Linked DNA regions of Gossypium arboreum: region 1 is linked to region 2. Evidence: chromatin contacts called from public Hi-C data. All regions are on one chromosome and are shown on one strand. Each heading gives the region's core, a stretch centred on a gene start, on an enhancer-like site or on the middle of the called end of the contact. The rest is flanking DNA. Distances are from core to core; before and after follow the strand shown. Region 1 has its middle 8.7 kb from the start of LOC108463612. Region 2 holds the start of LOC108461531 (protein ALWAYS EARLY 2-like).

Region 1 (4,688 bases), core at 1,098-3,597, 290 kb before region 2:
AAATGGGACAACGAACAATTAGGAAATGAATCCATCTAAATGTCGTTACCCACAGCCCTATTAAGTCTCTTAGAGAGGTTACCACGATGCCATGTAAAAGGTGGTCCCTGAAAACCCAGATCATGCAAAAGGGCTTTATCTATAAAGTCACCAGAGAACTGACATATGCGACCTTTGATATGACTTGAATGTCCTACCGATGGCTGAGGTCCTGCATTTGTTGTAGGCTCTCCACAGCTCGTGTGAGCAGCATCGTGTAGCTTACATTTCAACCCATAGCTCATGTGAGCAGGCTTATTTCACAGCTCGTGTGAGTATTGGTGTAAAGGAAAGGTTACAGTTATATGGAAAGGCACACTATGTGTGAACATTCTCGAGTATTCGATGTAATTCTAGATGGTTCAACGGGTAATAAAAGGAAATGAAATGGTAAGTATGCAAATGGAATGAATCATGATTTTATAATAACATTGAGGAGTTAAATGATGTGTTTATATATGGTAAACTACATATCTTATGGTTGATTTCATTTGTATCATGGACAAGTGTACTAACTTGTGAGTTTGATGATGTTGTATAGGCTTTCACTAAGCTTATGGCATTGGAAATGATTTATTCTTGATCTATGAATTGTATAAATGAAATGGTAAGTTATGTTTAAGTTTATACAAGCTTATTAAGCCCTCATTGCTTATGTAGTTACTTTCCTTTGTTTTATTTTTTATCATCAAAAGAGAGGATAGAATTGAAATCTCCAATTGCCATCTAAGAAACATCCCCAATTGGAATTGAGCGACTAAAATCATGCCACAAAACCTTCTTATTCATTTTATCAAGACTTCCATACACAAAAGCAACAAGGATCGACTTAGGAGTTAAAAAAGAACAGATATGAGCCAAAATGAATTGAGAATGGTTACCAACAACCTTTAAGTCAATCGAATTTTTCTATTCGATCCAAATACCTCCAGGAAATCCTACTGCTTCAACACGGCAAGACTTATCCCAATCCAACTTAGCAATGATTGTGTCAGCTTTATTCCTACTAATTTTTAAGTAAACTAACAATATCAGGCTTATACTGATTATTATACTCACAAAAAGCTCGCAGAAACTTATTAGACACACATCCCTATACATTCCAAGATAAAATAGACAAATTCATATTAATAAAATAAAAAATAAAAGGATAGAAAACTTATCTCATTGAGGAACGAAAGAAGAAATTTCCACATCCTACCGAAGTTGCCTTTGCAGATCCTTGGCAGATTTTCCATTAAATTTCAAAGTAATAAGTTTTGTTGCTCTCTTCATAGAATCAACAAATGGAACATGAATATTTTCAGAATTTTTAAAATGACTTCCTAATCCTTCTATGGTTTTATTGGGCTTCCAACCTCCTTTAGAACCAGACCCTTTGAAATTTTGACCCTTAGGAGCCTCCTTAAATGAATTAATTCCAACCGATTGACTACCCCCGATTCTCCAGTCACATTCTCCAGCATACTTTTGTTATAAAACACGACTGCCGAATGATTTTGGCCTCTAAAACACCTTCCTTCACCTCCACATTAATAAAAGAGTTTTCTTCAAAAGCAAGATTAAAATGCATAACATGGTCCACTTGTTTATGAAGAGATAATTGAGGTTCCATTTGTATTTGACCTGTACCATCAACATTATGTGAATTTAAAATTGAAGGAAAAACCGCATTAGAAATACTTGAAATTAAAGGCCTATTATTTTCTTCGAACATTTGGCAAAGAAATAAACGAGGTAATTGAGTCTTTCAAAGGTTCGCCTGCATGTGCTTCCAAATCCCGGACTTCCTACTGTGGCCCACCGTAATCTTTATTGGAGGCCTGTTTGCTGTTGAATAAAAGGGCCAAGTTATTATCAGCCGGATCCAATTGTTGACCTAGGCCCGTCTTAGGTTGAACCATGGACTGACCAACTTGAGGGCAAAAGATCATTAGGTCACGGGCCTGACCCTTAGTCAAATTCACCACTGACAGATTTCTTAGAACCATTACCCGGTTTCTTACTCGTTGCAGCCTTGATTTGAGAGCTAATTAAATGGGCTTTCCCTTTATTCTTCATAGCCACCTGTTCACTATTAATCACACCCGTTCTTGATGAAACCGCCTCTAAATAAGCTAAATCAGCTAGGAAAGGGAACTGCGATCCCTGAATTTTCTCTCATTTCAAATTATGTCCTTTTTTGTTTCCTTCCAGATTGTCGCGCTTAGACCTCCTCTCCACCAGCGTCCAAGGTCCATACTCCTCTTCTCCGATCGTCGCAACAGTGGTAGGAACACGCCTCGATGACTCACCCTTCTCAATCTCCCCTGAGGTCCGTATGTCCGATGAATAGGTTTCTTTAGTGTAGCCGTAATAGCCACATTTAAAACATACCACGGGTAAGTTTTCTTATTCAATCCTCTGTAGGTTGCCATTAATAAGAATTTTAGAGACCAACGGCTGCCCTAAATTGACAAAAAACTACCATACGAGCATACCGTCCCCTTGCTCTATTGTCTGTGTTCAAATCCAACTTAGTGACTTTGCCTATCATACCCTCAATCTCCATGAGAATCTATTTCTTATAAAAATGGCTGGGTAGACCGGGAAACCGAATCCATGTGAGAACCGAATTTGGATAGGGTAGGTTAGGGTTGAAGTCGATGGTCCAAGGTTGGACAGTAAGGTAGTGACCAAAAATAACCCATGGTCCCTGAGAAAGGATTTTGTCATAGTCTTCAGTATTCTGAAACTTTGCAAGAAAATAGCCATTTTCAATATCCATTAATTGAAAAGGCTTAGACGGTCTCCAAATCCCATATAACATATTTTGCAAGGTGGAGATTCGAATATTTCTTCCCAGCATCTTAAGTACCATCGAGGTTGACATTTCTTTTTCCAAGAGTTGATAAACTCTCTCCGAAAAACCAATGGAAGAAACCCCATCAACAAAAGATTTCTTGACATCCTGCTACGTAAAGGCGAAACTATCAGCAAAGTGCTGGCCATCCTTTTTATTATTCTGATCTAAAGATTCCTTTCCCACTAACGTATCCGTCTATTACAATGAAGGCTCTGGTATAGGATCCACAACCATCACATCATCAGAAGACACGTCTGAATTCTTGAAGCGAACCTTCTTAGTGTTGGAGTCATCAGGAATAGAGGCATCATCTCCATTCCCGTTAGCAAAATCAACCGAAGAAGATGAGGGCAATTTTTTAGCGTTGGTGTAATTTAATACTTATATTTGACAATTTATATACAACTTTAACACTAACTAAGTGATAATTAAAAAATAAAATCAATCTTTATTTAAACCTTAATTAATGAAATAGACTCTTTTCCATCTCTTGCAAATAATAAATCATTAAATCTTTGTAAAAAATCAATAAATATGCATGGACTAAACTAAATGTAATTAAACAATACTATAAAATTGTTATAATATTAATTATTAGTTATTTTGACCGGTAAGTTTAGATTTTATTTAAGTTATAATTCTATTTTAAAGTAATAATTTTAAATTGAATTCTAAATATTTTAAATGTCAATTTAGTACTATGCTTGAAAATAAAGGATATTTTCATCGGTTCAAATGTTTTTCCAAACTTGTACTTTTATATATACTAGTTTCTATGTCACGTTTACATATTTATTTATTAAATTTATTAAATAATATATTTTTATATTAAATGAAAATCAATGTAACTCATATAAAATTCCATTAATTTTGAAAATAATTGAGAGAATAAAATAATATTTTAAAAGTAAAGAAAATAAAAATGAGAAATAACCAATAGTAAAATATTTAGTAATTAAATAAAATAACTTGTTATTCGAATATGAGTAAAAAATTCACCTATGAAGAACCATTATTTTCATACTTTATTACCTTTGACATAATATTTCACAACACAACAAAAAACAATTTTTAGCATTGTTAATGACTGGGCAATGTGATACACGGTTGGAAACTTTAGGTACCAAATTGATACAAAAATTCCTTAGGTACCAAAGTGATAATTGCATGAAACTTTGGGGTAAATAATACATTAACATTATATATAATGTTATCTCACACATTTAAATTTTACTAATTATAAAAATTAATTTTGTTATAAAATAAAGAAAGATAGAGAGAATAAAGAACAAAGAAAATATGAAAGCAATAGAGAATGTACTTTATTGATAAAAAGAGATGATTACAATACTCCATCAAAGTCTCTATTTATAGGAATAAGAAGCAAAAAAGAAGTAGATATCTAATTCTAATAACTACTAGAATTTAACGTACATCAAAACTTTATCTTTATCATGATGGACATCCACTTAATAAGATATTCATAACACTCCCCCTTAGATGTCCATTGGTAGATAATGTGCCTCGTTAAAACCTTATTAGGAAAAACCCTGTGGGATAAAAAACCTAATAAAGAAAAAATAGTACACAATCTTCTATTACAAGTTGCCTCGTTAAAAACCTTTACCAAGAAAACACTATGGGACAAAACCTTGGTTAAAGGAAAAGATAACAACTTGTTTTAGACTCCCTCTGATGGCAACATTACATTACATCTTTGAGTCGATGCATTCCAATCTTGTGTAGTAGTATTTCAAATGTTGAAGTTAGCAATGCCTTAGTAAAAAGATCTGCTAAATTCTCA
Region 2 (5,067 bases), core at 2,479-4,978:
TGGAAGAACTAGGAAGCTTGGCCTTGGTTGTCTCTGATTGAAGCAACTAATTGCACGTCAATAGAAAAAAAAAATGAAGTTATTACGCTGATAATGAAGGCAAAGAAACCTAAAAATCATAAATCCAAATCAATGGTCTTATACCATCCGATCATAGCTCTGAACAGGTGTGGATCTTCTGCATTCAGCCTTTTTATAAGGTCTTTGAGAAAACTGTGGGCAGCTTCCTCTTTGCAATGCCCCAGTCAATGTCACTGCAGCGACATGTTCATCATCGTTATCATTAGCCTCTGACTTCTTAACTCTTTTTTTTGGCGGATTATAATTTTCCATGTCGTCTCTCCTATATGAATATGAAACTGGGACTCGAGGAGTCCTTCTCCCAACTGCATGAGGATTTATACCTGAAAGGAATTCAAACAAAAAAGAAACTCAATCACAATTACAAAGATTATTATTTATTATAAAAAACTTTCAGAGAGCACAAGCAGTTTCTGTGCTTACTAGACATAATATTAGTTGACATTGTTAATAAGATTTATTCCTCATATTACCATACCTCTTATCACTTTGACAAATAAAAAATAACTTCAAGCACTATTCTTTGATTTGCTTCGCGCATAAATTTGGACAATTTGAACAACTTTAACTCTCATTTTCAGTCTCTTAGTTGCATCAATTGCCAAAGAGATAAAAGGACAGAAAAAATAAAGAGACTAGTGATAAACAAAGGAACCAAATTTAAGAAAAACCATAGTTGGCTTCAATTGAGCGCTAACAAGAACAATGGATTTTACCGTTAAAGCCTATTCTTTTCAACAAAGACAGGCATCCTTGAGTGGATGCAATTGATTGGGGCAGAAAAACATCCTCTTTTGATGAACCAAAATAAGCCTTTACCCGCTTGCGCTTTTGAGTTTTCCGGGGTATTTCAGAAGGCTCATTGCTCTCTATTTCTGCATCACTCCCTCCCTGGAAGTTGACATTGGTACAAAATTTTCAACCCTTGATCAGTAGATAGAAGAATAACATTAAGAGTTCAATTTATTTTGCTAGCCTAAAATGGAAAAGATATAATTTGCGAAAATACAGTCTAACAAGGAATCAGTTCACTTCATAAAGGAGAGAAATATACTTCCAAAAAACAAACTGCACCAAATAGCTTTAATTATATCAACACTGGCTGCAAATATCAGACTCATACAAATAAATAAAAATGTTAAAACCAATCTCACCAGGACACTATAGTGATCAGTCATCATTGCTATAAGGCCAATTACAGATGCTACTCCATCTGGCAAGGATAAATATGCCTGAAAATAAAGAAAGAAAAAACACAATAATGTAACAATATTTATAAACAAATATAGTCAAAATAAAGCAACTCTCAGGTTCCATCCAACAAATGAAGGCTGAAAATGCAACATCATTCAAAGCCCCTGAAGCACATGATTCCACATAACCTCTTGAAGACTTTAACAATGAAGACAAAATGCTTATCTGCATCAAATTATAGCAGTGGTAGTTGAGAAGCCACATTAAAGTTCAAATGATGGCAAGTTAACTAAGACAGAAGTTCCCTTGTTTGTTTTTCCTTTTTAACCATTTAAAATAAGTTATCTATCCTAAATAGGGGTGAGCATTCCATCAAATCGAGAGAAAAAATTTTGAGTTGACAAGTCCTTTTTCATCTTCCTAACTCGATTTGAAATTTGCTTGAATCGAGTCGAGTAAAATGAAATTTGAGTCGAGTCGAATCGAATCGAATCGAATGAAATTGGTTGAGTTAAATTAAAAAACTAAACATAAATATTAGAGCACATAAATTTGAACCCATATATATTTGAAAACTTTTTCAAAATAAAATAGTAATAAAAATAACTTAGCTAAACTTGCATTACTAATTAACATATTTAGCTCCCAAAATTATTATTTTAGAAAAAATTTAAATTTTAACTTTCTTTATGTATCTTTTATATATTTTTTAAAATTTTTATAATTTAAAAAAAAGAATAAATTTTAGAATTTTTATAAATATTTTGAATTTTAAAATTATTTTAAATTATTTTGTAATTTTTGTTGAGAGTGACAATTTGCTCATTTTCAAAATTAACCGGAAATAAAGGGTAGTGACACCAATCTGTAACTCAAATTATTCGAATTATTTGAACTGTAAAATTTAACTCAACTCGAACTCGAAACTCGAATAACTCGATTCGATTATCTCAAAATTCAAATTCTTTTTCGATTTTTTCGAACTGAATCAAGTCCTAATCTAAGCATTTCCTTGGGCATTTTAGAAACAAACATCATGAAACCCATAAGCATTCAAGGACAAGATTAAGCAATCAAAGATGAATTGGATAACTGATTAGTGCTTAAAGCTACATCGAGACCTAACCATACCCGATTCATAATGTAAAAGGCCTCCACCATTTCAGTGGATCTGTTACGTACAGCAGCAGCCACCTAAACATAAGCAACCACAAATTTAAAATGAAAAAGGAAGTGTTAATTATGCTTATAGAATACCTAGATGGAGCATCATCACAATATAAAATTACAGTGAAACCATTAAACTTTTTTATTATAGTTCTCGAAGTAAATACTGTGGCAGGTAGCTAATATACCTTCTTCCAATCTTTCCCATACTCCCGATAAGCTTTATAAAACCGCTCGATCTCTGCCTTGCTCCATGGAGATCCTAACTTGTCAAATAGTTTCTTCTATAGCATAGAATACAACAGTCCATGCATCAAAACGACTCACAATTAGCATATGATGATGCCACGTAAAACAGAGTATCATCAAACAGCCAAAGGCAAGAAAATTTGATCTTCAAATCAAATAATCAATTAAAAATGACAAAACACCTACCTTTGGGTTACTTTTTCTTGAATTTCCTGCGTCTTTATCAGGAGATACTTCACATTTACTCGAATATTGTTTGTTCACAGTTTTATATTTTCTTGTTGGGGCCATCAATGACTTCCTTTATCTGAAGCATTCCATCATAAAACATGAACTTGAAAAAGAAAAGGGGAAATTCGAAAAAGATAGTGCAGATGTAAAATCGATGTTAACAATGAACTTTAAAAAAATAATAAGTTGTAATTTTTTTTAGAACCAGCAAAAAGAAACACCACAAAATCTCAAAATCACAATCAAAATTTCATTCACAATTGAAACACCTAAAATTTTACGTATTGAAAAAAAAAAAAGATTGCAAAACAATGCTGCTCTAAAACCACTAGAACGGCAAAGCCAATTTGGCTTAATCCATAAAGTCACCTTGAAACCGCTTCAAACCCACTGAAGAAAACCGAAAACACTTTTAAAAGAAACGAAAATTCAAAATTTTAACCGAAAGCTCCTTTAAAAATTGCAAAAATGAATTTAAAAAACCACAGTGATGGTTCAAAATCTCAACTTTTAAACCCTAATTCACAGATCGGAGACAATTCCACTTACCAATTGCCGGCCTTTTCCCAGCTGAACCAACACATTTAACAAAAAAAAAAAGAATTAGAGAAAGAAAGATTTTTCAGAGAAATTTAAAAAAGAAATAAGAAGAAAAAACAGAATTTTGAGAAAGAACAACCTTTGAGAGAGCGAAAAGTGGCGTTGCCGCGAAACTTGAATATAAAGGTGGTTTGGCCAATGATATTATTTTGTTTTTTATTTATTTATTTTTAACTTTTCTTGGCTTTACTCTGTTTCAGTCTATGGGATTATGAATAAGTTGTCATTACCGTACACGTGGCAATTTGAAGTATTGGTAATGAAGCTGTCCGATTTGATGGCATAGGTTTGGGTTCCATGTAGATGATAATAGCGGATTAAATTTGAAACTTTTCTAGGCTAATTTTCAAACCAGTCCCTACTTTTATGGGTAAATCTTTTTAGCTCCCGCTAAGATTTTAACAATTAAATTCATCGGTCTCATGGGAAAATTAAACTCCTAGGTTATTGGGAAAATAGTAATGGAATTGGAGAAAATATTTAAATATTATATCATGACAGCATCCTAATATCATATTATTAAAATATACACCAGTTTATTAAAATTATCAATAACCCTCTATAAAAGATATATCCACAACCACAACTACTGAGAGAGCTTAATTGGCAATTGAAATGGGTTGATTTTAAGACACAGAGGGATATTTTGAGTATAATGTTATATTAATATATAAAAATGAGAACAGATCCACTTAAAATTTATTAATTTTGCATAATTTTTTGACCACGCTGAGATTAAAATACAAATTTTTCCTCTTTCCTAATCTTTATGCACAATAAAACGCTAAACGTTTCCTTTTTTTTTATGTTAAAATTCCCTTTTATTGGAGGTAATAAAAGCATTGATTGTGACAATTTGATTCACATGTGTTTTATTTTAATAATACAAATAGACACAACTATGCACTGCATGCAAGGCAGGGGTGAAAAAGTAGTGTTATCACTCATAAGTCAAGCAACCAAATCTATTGGAATTGCAGACTTGTGTTTCATTTTATATAGCTATGGCGGTGGTATCGGGAAAATGTTTAAAGCTTACAAAGATCTTTAATTTTTTGCATGTTTCTCTTCCGTAGAAAAAATTTAGATCTTACTAGTTTCAACACAACTGAAAAAAGAAGTTTACATAGCCACATTGGAGAGCATTTTCATCACCCTTTCTTGTTGGCCTTAACAGTAAGAGTGTGAAGAGCGACCCCAAAAAGCAGGTTTTTATCAAATATTGTTTCGGATTTCCAGTGCACTCGCTCAATAATACCTAAAAGTAGAGGGGATATTAATTCTCTTGCTCCATGAAAATTACTAGTTGTTTTACATTCCTGAACTATTGTCTTGCCTCTTGTATATTCTTAAACCACTGTTCCACTCTCCTTTCATGGCACACTAATATGTAATAACACTAGAAAGAAAAAGAAGCCAAATATAAAAATTTTGTGTATTTGTTCATATTATTTTTATGTATTGAAATAAATTTATACGTAAATATTTTATATATATATATAACAGGTTTTTATATTCATATTCTACAATCACGATTTGTTTGTT

The links. A called contact is a pair of places that touch in the nucleus more often than the background predicts.
Region 1: a contact with region 2 is called in a Hi-C map of leaf, with 5 times the contacts expected there. The contact joins the enhancer-like site here to the promoter of LOC108461531 in region 2. A contact is called at or near these places in 2 of 5 Hi-C or Micro-C datasets (both in leaf).

What each region holds. Positions count from the first base shown.
Region 1 is chr13:90,625,495-90,630,182 of ASM2569848v2, reverse strand. No RefSeq gene overlaps it. Among protein-coding and RNA genes, the nearest start is that of LOC108463612, 8.7 kb to the left of the region's middle. Within about 2 kb of position 2,347, at least 2 of the 2 cell types and tissues checked have an H3K27ac peak or open chromatin away from gene starts, as enhancers often do. A contact at or near this core is called in leaf, where this site is marked.
Region 2 is chr13:90,337,971-90,343,037 of ASM2569848v2, reverse strand. LOC108461531 (protein ALWAYS EARLY 2-like) reads right to left here and starts at 3,728. Exons shown (of 21, transcript XM_017761397.2): 1 at 3,602-3,728; 2 at 3,472-3,492; 3 at 2,878-2,998; 4 at 2,631-2,726; 5 at 2,407-2,469; 6 at 1,236-1,313; 7 at 798-972; 8 at 145-404; 9 at 1-46. The coding sequence starts at 2,982.